2 separate regions of the Cricetulus griseus genome follow, and region 2 is linked to region 1. Evidence: chromatin contacts called from public Hi-C data. All regions are on one chromosome and are shown on one strand. Each heading gives the region's core, a stretch centred on a gene start, on an enhancer-like site or on the middle of the called end of the contact. The rest is flanking DNA. Distances are from core to core; before and after follow the strand shown.

Region 1 (4,780 bases), core at 1,710-4,209:
AGCTCCTTTCCCCACAGAAGGAGCATCAGGGCTGCACACTGCACACAGGTGCTGGCAATGGGGCGTGTGCACATTACCATGACAGCAAACACAACATCGGGAAAACACTTAATCTTTCAGTTTATCCCCAGAAGGATTAATAACCAGAGGGAGAAGGGAGCTGCATTCTTCTTCATTTGGAAACGAGCTACCACTAATGCCGAGCTCTCCAGGTTTATAGACCAAATACCTGCTCACACTAAAACTGCCACATATTATAAACCTCACCGAGGAAGTGAATCCATCACGATCTTGCTCCCATAAGAATGGTTTTTCCCTGGAGTACATAACCCATTACTGCATATCTTGTAGAAATCAAATGCAGGCTCTATCTGCTACCACAGAACAAATCGGTTTTGTAGAAAAATGCACAAATCATGACATTTTGTTTTGCTTTAGCTTGGAGGCTTTTTATGGTTATTGTTTTGTTCTTTTTCCTTGTGTTCAGGCAGCAGTCGTTAAGATGTCACTGCCCTGGACTTAGCTAGGGGGTGAAAAGTGTTTGTATCCTTGCCCTGGTGGCCAGAAAAGTCATCAAGGCCCCAGGTCCAGCACTGGATTGGATCTTGCTGAGCCATCTAATACATACTTGTGGAAGGACTCAATGTGGGTAAAAGAATGAGCTAAGTATATTTAAATGAGAGTTTTAAAGGGATAACTGCTAGTTGTAATGTTAGAATTTAAGAAAATTAATATTTGCCGAATGCCAAATTCCCTATATCATGATAGGGAAGCCCTTGAAGTATCATTCATCCCCATACCTCTCAGTTCCAGCAGAATTCCACAGTGACTGTGTGTGTGTCAGGTTGTATTCTACAGTGACTGTGTGTTGGGCTGTCATCACGAAGTCAGGCTCCTGATAGAAACCCAGCAGTTCCTGTATGAAATTTAGAAACATTAAGTGGGCACAATTAGCTGTAGAAATCTCAATACTCAGGTTCTTTCTTATACTTTTGTCTTATCAATACCTAACTAGATATTTGTCTGTTTTTTTAAGATAAGTTGTGTATGGAGAACAGGATAGAGCAGAAGTTGTATTTTCTCAAGGAACAGTTTTACATATGCAAAGACCATTTGCAACGCTGGAACTCATTATGAATGTTTAATTTAATAGAGAATGTGATTGAAGACAGTGGCATGATGCCATAGGGAAGTGGCACTTGTACAGCTTAGTCTCTGGGGACACACAACTACTATGCTGTTGCTGTGATGCTTGGGGATATTGCTAACAAAATAGACAGCATTTTAACAATGGGCTCGAGTCAGGGTGATCCTAGTGTGTCTTTGTATAGCCTGACCACAGGCAGTCTTAGATATTGCTTTATTGTAAAGATAGAGTCTAGAGAAGGCATTATCTTAGCTTCCTGGTTGGTTGAATCACAAGGAAACAAGAGTTAATGCTGTTCAACTTCAAGGAACAACTCATGTGCCATACTTTCGGAAGTCTTTGTTAGCTTGCGGTGATCTTGAGGAAAGTAGTTTTTTTAATTATTTGTTTAATTTTATGTACATTGGTGTTTTGCTTGCATGAGTGAATGTCTTCATGAGGGTGTTGTATCCCCTGGAACAGGAGTTACTGACAGTTGTAAGCTGCCATGTGGGTGCTGGGAATTGAACCCGGGTCTTCCCGAAGAGCAGTCAGTGCTCCTAACCACTGAGCCATCTATCCAGTCCTGAGAAAAGTAGTTTTTTCTACTAACTTTTCTGCCATCATCACATGGAGAGGCAACTATGTTAAGCAGAACTAACTACTAGAATTTTGGTCAACTGTTGGGTGCATGCCAAAGTGCCAGAGGCCGGCTAATTAAGCTGGAATCTGATTGAAGACAAGCCATCCTCCCTAATGTTCATGATTCTAGGCCAATATATCATTAAGTCCATTTCATCTCTGGAAAGAAAATGCAGTCTGAATAAGAACTTTTTAAATATTTGTTTACAATGGAATTACTCAAAACCTGTCTACTATACCCAGCCTATGAGTCATTTGCCAACTTAATAAAAACTCATGGTCAATGAATTTAGGGTAATCCCCAAAGTAATTGCTTAAACACAAAGTAATAACAGGTGTTAAGTCTTGGTTCTTGGGAGAAGTATGAAGGCCAATGTTAAGAACTTTAATCTACCTGCTCAGATAGAAATGAAGTATAGAATTATTCTGAATGTGATCACACCAACATGCAAAGACCTCCTTGTAGAATGTGCCTTAATATGCATTTAGTATTAAGGCTTTAAAAAGATTATTTAATTTTAATTGCATGAGTGCACTCATAGATACCTGCCAAGGCCAGTGGTCTCATATCCCCTGGAGATGAAGCCTCTTGACATGAGAACTGGGAACTGAACTTGTGTCCCCTGTAAATCATCTCTCCACCTTCCAAGTCCTTTTTTTAGGTGCTAGATTTGGTCTGTGTTGAAACTCTTTTTCTCTCCTTCACCTAGTCTTTAAAACCTGGAAATAGAAGAGCAAATCTTTTCAGGGACATTGTCCGGGGTTTTCTCCAAATACCTGTCTCTGCTTAATTTTCACATATTGACAAGCAAAGGAGAGAGCCTTGTTGCAGTTAGAACCTCATAGCTCCATGATGGAAAAGCACAGACATCCCACTAAACAAAACCCTGGTTTTACTGCCTACAAACTAGGGCCCAGTGTGAAGGACTAGTGCCAGCTAAGGACATCTCTTCACTCTTAAACACCAATGATTCAAGGCAGTGTCGATTCTACTCGTGTTTTAGAAGATCCCTGTAATCTCCTCTGTGCCTGTTGTGTGAATTTTCTTAAGGAGCTCTGAACAAATGTCTTCAGTCCAGATAGGGCATTGACAGCAGACCAAAGAAACAACTCTTCCCAAGTCTAAGTGAACCCATGAGCTTATTGGAGTTACATATCAGCAAAAGATTGCTTACAGAAATGTGGATGACTCAAAAAGTCCACCTCAGCAGGGGCAATGACTCACAAACGCCCTACTCCTGGAGTTCCCTGCATGACTCAAAGGTACTCTCCTCTCCCTAGAAAGCTCTTATTGCTTATATAACTTTGGGGTACAAAGGCTTGTGAATCTTGTAAGTTTCCTTTACTTCCCAGACCTTGCATGGTTCCCTAGCTTTCTGGGATTGATGAGCCTTCCACCTCCATCAAGGATAGAATATTTTAATTTGAAGAAAACTGCTATACAGCAATGTCTTATTTTGAAGATGAAACTTTAGTGCTGGTCTAAATTCTTTCTTTAAATTAAGTACTGCACTGATCCATTTAAATCACTGATAGAAAACTAATGTGACAATAATAAAGTCGAATTTCCTTTTCTGGAGTGTTTCTTGGCTATTAAGGTTTCCTTTTTGTATCCTTTTAATGGTAGGTACGAGTTTCTGCCTCTCTAGGGTACCTCTGTCTTTTCCTATCACACACCTGAGTGGATTCAGATGTTACCCAGCTCCCCTTTTCATTTTCATAGTCACTTAGGCCATGTCAAAAGCACTTGTTTTCATTTTAAATCCATTTTCTCTACCCCCATAACAAGACTTTAGAAAAGGACCCTATACTCCCTGAGATTCTCCTCCATAAACCCTAAACAACTACATCCTTCTTTGGACATGAACATCCCTAGAGGATACAACATGTACAGGTAATAATGATGACTACAGCACAGGGGGGCTTGTCAGGGACCCTGCAGTGTCTTGGCTCTCAGCAGACAATAAATCACTTTATTTTGTACAACAGTCCTACAGCGAAGATACACTCTTCATTTCAAAAGCTGGACATCTTCAGCAAGGGAGTATGTCTTTAAACTCAAGGAATTTAGAAAACATTGCCAGTGTTACTGAGGCAGTAGCTGGAATAAAATTTGAACTCAGGAAGTCTAACCTTAGGAGCCACATTCATGCAGGTAGACATCAGTGGGGAAAGCAGTAGGAGCTGGGGATCAAATCTGGTGTCTTACAAATGCTAGGCAAGTGTTCTACCATGGAGCTGTATCCTCAATCCTAGAACCACATGCTCACTGCAGAACTATGCTTCCCTCATGTGTGTGGAGGTACAGGGAAGGCAGTGGGCTACTCCATTCACAAGAAAGAAAGTTGGCCAATGGGTGTGTGGTGTGTGGTGAGTTAGCCTTTAACCCCAGCACTCAGGAGACTGGGACAGGAAGATTGCTGTGAGTTCAAATCCAGCCTGGACCACAGAAAGAGATTGTTCAAAATGTCACCTAATTATAATAATTATATTAAATTTAAATTGAAATCATTTAAATAAAAATTACACAGTGCAACTAATATAACATACACACAATGACATAACTAAATTAAAAACAAGAAATTACTAAAACTTTTTAAGAGGGAAATGAAAAAAATTTATTCCTTGAGAAATTTCAATCAAGGTAGAATAACATTTAGACGCAAAATCCTTTGGAAATACCCTCCTATGCAGCACTTTTTGAAATTATTAGTGATGTATTTTATCAAAACACAAAGCAAATCCAATTAAAAAAAGAAACCTGAGATTTAACAAACAAGGAAACCAACCAAGCAGTGCAAAAATCAAAGAAAATATGTGGTGGCAGGTGTGGACCATTCAACAGTCTGTTCTACTGGGCATATTGGAGTACATGGCAAATGAGGCTTGGGACCAATCGCCTACCAAGAAGCAATTTAAGGTATGGGGTGCAGAATGCCAAAGAAGTCCTCACAGAAGTCTGTGAGGCACATGGTCATACCGCATACAGAGTCAGGAAGCAGCTAGAGATGA
Region 2 (4,780 bases), core at 775-3,274, 630 kb before region 1:
AGGTTAAAATTTCTGTGCATGAAGTTTAGTGAATGATGACCCAGAATAATAGTGTTTATAAGAAGGAAAGAAGTGAGGATAGGAAGAGAAAGACTTTGAATTGGTGCAGTGGATAAAAGCCAGAGCACAGTGAACCTGAGTTCCAGAGATGAGAGGGCTTTGCAAATTGTCCTCAGTTGGGAAGATGTGAATGGGCCTTTGTATCCCACTATTGATCACCTCTCACATGGGACTCACCAAAGGTAGAATAAGTTATACCAGTTGGTTTTCTTTGACAACATATCTAGCAGAAAAAGGGACTTAGCTGTGAGCTGTCCGAGTATAACACTACCAAGGAAAAGGAGGAAAGGTTTGGATGTGATATAACAATATCCATTACTAATCTGGTGGGAAACAAATAAAACCCAAAATTCCTACCCATTTGGAACTTATTTAATGTGAAAAAACAAAAAATAGTAAGCAAATATACAAGGACGAATACAACAGTTCATGATTGCTGTGCAGGATGGGAGGACAGTGGTAATGGAAGTGAGGGCATTGCTCATTTCTTGGATAATTAAGAAGGCCTGAGGCGGCATAAAAGACTGGAGTAGCAAAGTTTGTTGATAAGCAATGGAAAGGTGTACAAGGACATTCAGTGTCTGGAATATTCTAGAGTCAAGGCCGTCAGTAGATGACTAACATGAGAAGAAGCTATTTGGTTGACAACATACAGTCCAAAAGAAGTTCATCTTACAGAAGTTGAGGCTCTAGAATGGACTGATGGTTGAAAGGGCAATTAGCTCCATTCTCCAGGCATTAATACACTGTGTTGAGGTTATGCAGGAGGTGGAAAGACGAGTGCAATTAAATGATAAATATAAGGTCTGGAGAGATGGCTCAACAGTTAAGAGTGCTTGATACTCTTGAAAAGGACCCAGAAGCCTGGTTACTAGCACCATTTTGCTCACAGTTCTAATTCCACCACTGTTGTCTGGCTTTTGTGTCCCCCCCCCACACACACATATCCTGTGGTCTGGTTGTGGTTCTTCAGACTCTGGAGGACTCTGTGTCTGTCCTAGAATACTCATCTGCTACTCTTCTGATGAATACTGTCTTTAGTGACTAAAGCCCACTAGATTTTGCTGTCATCAAATGTTTTTTTTTATTGGTGGTTTTATTTAAGATTCAGTTTTTTCAGACTTGATAGTTTTAAACAAGCAGAAAATTCTCTTATTTCCAGACACCCTTTAAGCAAAGGGATGTCCCTGAATGCTGCAGTGCATGGCCAATTGCATTGACTTGGTTTCACATTTGGATTGGAAAATGTAACTTTTCTTCAGTGTACTAAATGTATGTACATATTGTACCATATGATTTCCAATGTGTACTTAACACAGAACAATTTCATTTTCTCTGGCAAATTACATACTTGCTATAGCTGAGGGAGTCTAAAAGAAACCCAGGATTAAACAGAAAACAATGTATTCAAATGATGTTAGCATCCTTCAACAAGCGAAGCCTAAAGAATTATATCAGTGCTCCTCAGTGGACTGGTTCTGGAAACAAATAAAAACCCAAACCTTGTCACTGTGGATATGCTGCTGGTTTCTCCTGGAGAAGAATAAAAGAATAGTTAGCTACGTATTTGTATAATATTGTCTCTATACTCTAAGAAAGTGTTCTGTAGACCATTTATTTCAACCAGGCCCATTCCTGCCTAACTAAATCACATTGTTTAGAATGCAACTTTTCTCTCTTTTTTCTTTTTTTTTAAAAATTTTTTACTTTTACTCATATTTTAGAACATGACTAATTGTGGTGCTGTTTTACCATTTTCTTCTTTTGGTGAAGGTGGCAGACAAGATCTCTGGTCAGCACTATCAGTTAGAAGGGCCAGTCACTTCTATATCTCCACAAAATGGTGATCTGTGGGCTGAATTGGTTCTGGCTCTGCTGGGAGATTTTACCTGGTCATGTGAACACTGAGAATGAGTGAGCTTCCATTCCCAGACAATGACTGTCCTCTTCAAAGACTGACTCACAAAGCAAAACCAGTCCTTCAGCACATTTGACTGTAAAACACCCCAGTTCTGACTATTTGCAGTGTAGTATGTGGCCTAATCCTCAAGAGCTGCAGCGTTTTACAATGTTCAAGGATTTTGTTCAGTTACTCAAAAGACAACTATCACTGTTTGCATGGGGTTGTCTTTGAAAGTAGGTTTTATTTTTAAATATAATTAAACAGAAACACAGCTGGCAGTTAAAGAAAAAGAATCACTAGTAGAGTTATTTTACAACATCTTAAATAAGGGGATGACATTAAATACTTATATCCTAGAAGCTCATGCTCACACTCCTTTTAAGGCAAGTCTGCCCAGCCACATCCAGGCATCAATTCCAGAACCCCCTCCCCCTGGCCTTTCATTAAGAGTGGTCCCTTATGCCAGGATCTAGTTTGAAATAGGATGGTGGCAGATATATACAGCAAGCTCAGTGTTATATATTAGCACACTGTGAATCTTCTGTTGTGAGTTCTCAGATCTGTGACATGTCTCCAGACCCTCCACCATTCTCCTGCCATAGACCTTTGTCAGGCATCTCTTGTCTGCAACACTGGAAAGAGCTTCTTCAACTGAGTGTCTGCTACCAGACATACTATCCCAAAACATTTCTTCCAGCACACTCAGAATATGTGTAGAAAATACTCACCTAAGTATATTATTCTCTTACATAAGACTCAGAAATGACTGTCCATCCTCTTTAGACTAAAACTCAATCATCCTTTTAGGTTATGCAATGACCTCAACATCAGTCCAGTTTCTGCCTCTCCAACCTCAACACTCATCTTTTTCACTTTAGGCTTGGCTCATCAGTGTGTTCCTTTTCATTGATGGGAAACAGAATCAATTGATTTCATTCTATGTCTCATTGATGCGCTCCTTCCTCTTTTACAAATTCTTAAGTATTTGACTAAATTTCACTCATATTCCAAAATAAGTTGCGGATTAAGGGGGTATCTGGGATTTCCATGGACTCTTATCAAGGGATAGGTATCTTACCAGACTTCCAGGGACCTTTTTAAGAGGTTTCTTTGAACTTGAAGAACAAAGGCCAAAATACTGGCTCTTCACAGAGCCTGATACCATGATGTGGACTTGTTAACCTGTGATCCACTTCAGTTTCCTACAAGTGGTGTGTGGAGGAAAAATAAAAGAAGTTTTTCTAGGACTCTAGTTAGTTAGTTTGGAGGTAATTGAGATGATTTTACCCTATGTGAACACTTTATTACATAGCCAAATTACTTATTAAAATACCAAATGGTTTTGGCCAAAAATTTAGTATCAACTTGATGCTTTCATTTACTTTGGCATTGAATCTGTGGTGAGTAGGACTGTCTTCTGGGTTTCCACAGAACTACAATGATTGCCTTACGTGGATGTACTTTGGCGACCAAATAATATTACTTAGTAAATGAGGCATCAGATATTACTTATGTCCAGACAGTCTCTCCATTTAGAAAAAAGAAAGTGTAGCACTCTGTGAGATTCTGCTTTAAGTTACAAAATAAGCAAAGATATTTACAGAGGGAGAGTGGAGTCCCTGCATGATGGCAGTGAGATTCTAGTACAAATTATTTTAGAGTAAGTCATGGCATCATCATCAACCTGCAAGTAAAGACTATCAGCAGAGCCTGAGAGAATGGTGCCTGTACTGGAGTAGTTTTTGATGAATGTAAGGGACACGTGACTGCTGCAGAGCAGTGGTCAATCAGAACAGCTGTAATGAATCGATATCCGTGTAAATAAAAAGGGTCACATTGCTATCTGTGGCTCTTAGTGTAGAGGGACAGGCACACAGAGAGAACATCTATCGTTGATCCTCAGTCTTCTGATGCTTTGTCCACTAACTTCAAGTTGAAGCCCATTCCCCTTCCTCATGCTTTTCTCCCCCTCAGTCTCCCTGCACCATGTAAATAAGTGGAACATGGTTGGAAAAGTGCTCAGGTGTAAAAGATACCTGTGAAGGGTAAAAAAAGCAAAGTTTGAAGAAAGAATGCTACAGCATAGGACTTTCCAACACAAAATGCCACGAGGAGAAAACAGTGTGCTCAATATTTTGTAGAAGAGTTACAGTGTTCAAAAAGGTAGATTTTAGGTTGTTTCAGAGTTGAGACACTATATTAGTTTTATACACTTTGACTCATGATGTTTCTTTCCATATTAACAACAAAATACTTACTTACTCACTTACTTTAATGCATTTCTCCATTTGATTGTTGCTCTGCTAGCAGTCCCTAAGTTTTAAGAGCAACAATATGCTCTCCATATAGATCTGCATTCTAATTTTCTACCACACACACACACTTTGCCATTCATAAGAAATAGCATTTGATATTGGCCAATGTATATTTCATTAGGAAGCATAGGTTTTATTATTACCAGACAAAGCAGTCAAAATCAATAATCTAGTGTACAGAGTGAGTCTAGCTAGACAACTTCCCCTAACCAGGCAATTCAAAGAGTTTTCTGGGGGCCATAAAAACTGTTGGGCACTGTTCTGTCACAGGCTGTCCACATAAGTGAGGGTGAAGAATGCTGATGTTGTGACTCCTGAGGAGTCACAAATAGGTGGTTAACTGCTTGCAGTTGGCCTGGAATATTTACACTCTTAGCACTGATAATTCTGCTACAGGGAGGAAACATGACTGATCACCTTATGTCTTACTTCCATATGTAAGCCTGAGAGGTCTCACAGAAATGATGCTGTATTTAGTGTAAGCACCCACCTCCTGTGTGTG

What was found. Hi-C and Micro-C count contacts between places; a contact is called where the count stands out from the background.
Region 2: a contact with region 1 is called in a Hi-C map of the CHO-K1 cell line, with 7 times the contacts expected there. The contact joins two enhancer-like sites. A contact is called at or near these places in 3 of 8 Hi-C or Micro-C datasets (the CHO-K1 cell line and fibroblasts).

Annotation. Positions count from the first base shown.
Region 1 is chr2:404,251,085-404,255,864 of CriGri-PICRH-1.0, reverse strand. No RefSeq gene overlaps it. Among named protein-coding and RNA genes, the nearest start is that of Nabp1, 120 kb to the left of the region's middle. Within about 2 kb of position 2,959, at least 2 of the 6 cell types and tissues checked have open chromatin away from gene starts, as enhancers often do. A contact at or near this core is called in the CHO-K1 cell line and fibroblasts, where this site is marked.
Region 2 is chr2:404,883,040-404,887,819 of CriGri-PICRH-1.0, reverse strand. The region is part of intron 4 of Tmeff2 (tomoregulin-2); the gene reads left to right. Among named protein-coding and RNA genes, the nearest start is that of Tmeff2, 26 kb to the left of the region's middle. Within about 2 kb of position 2,024, at least 2 of the 6 cell types and tissues checked have open chromatin away from gene starts, as enhancers often do. A contact at or near this core is called in the CHO-K1 cell line and fibroblasts, where this site is marked.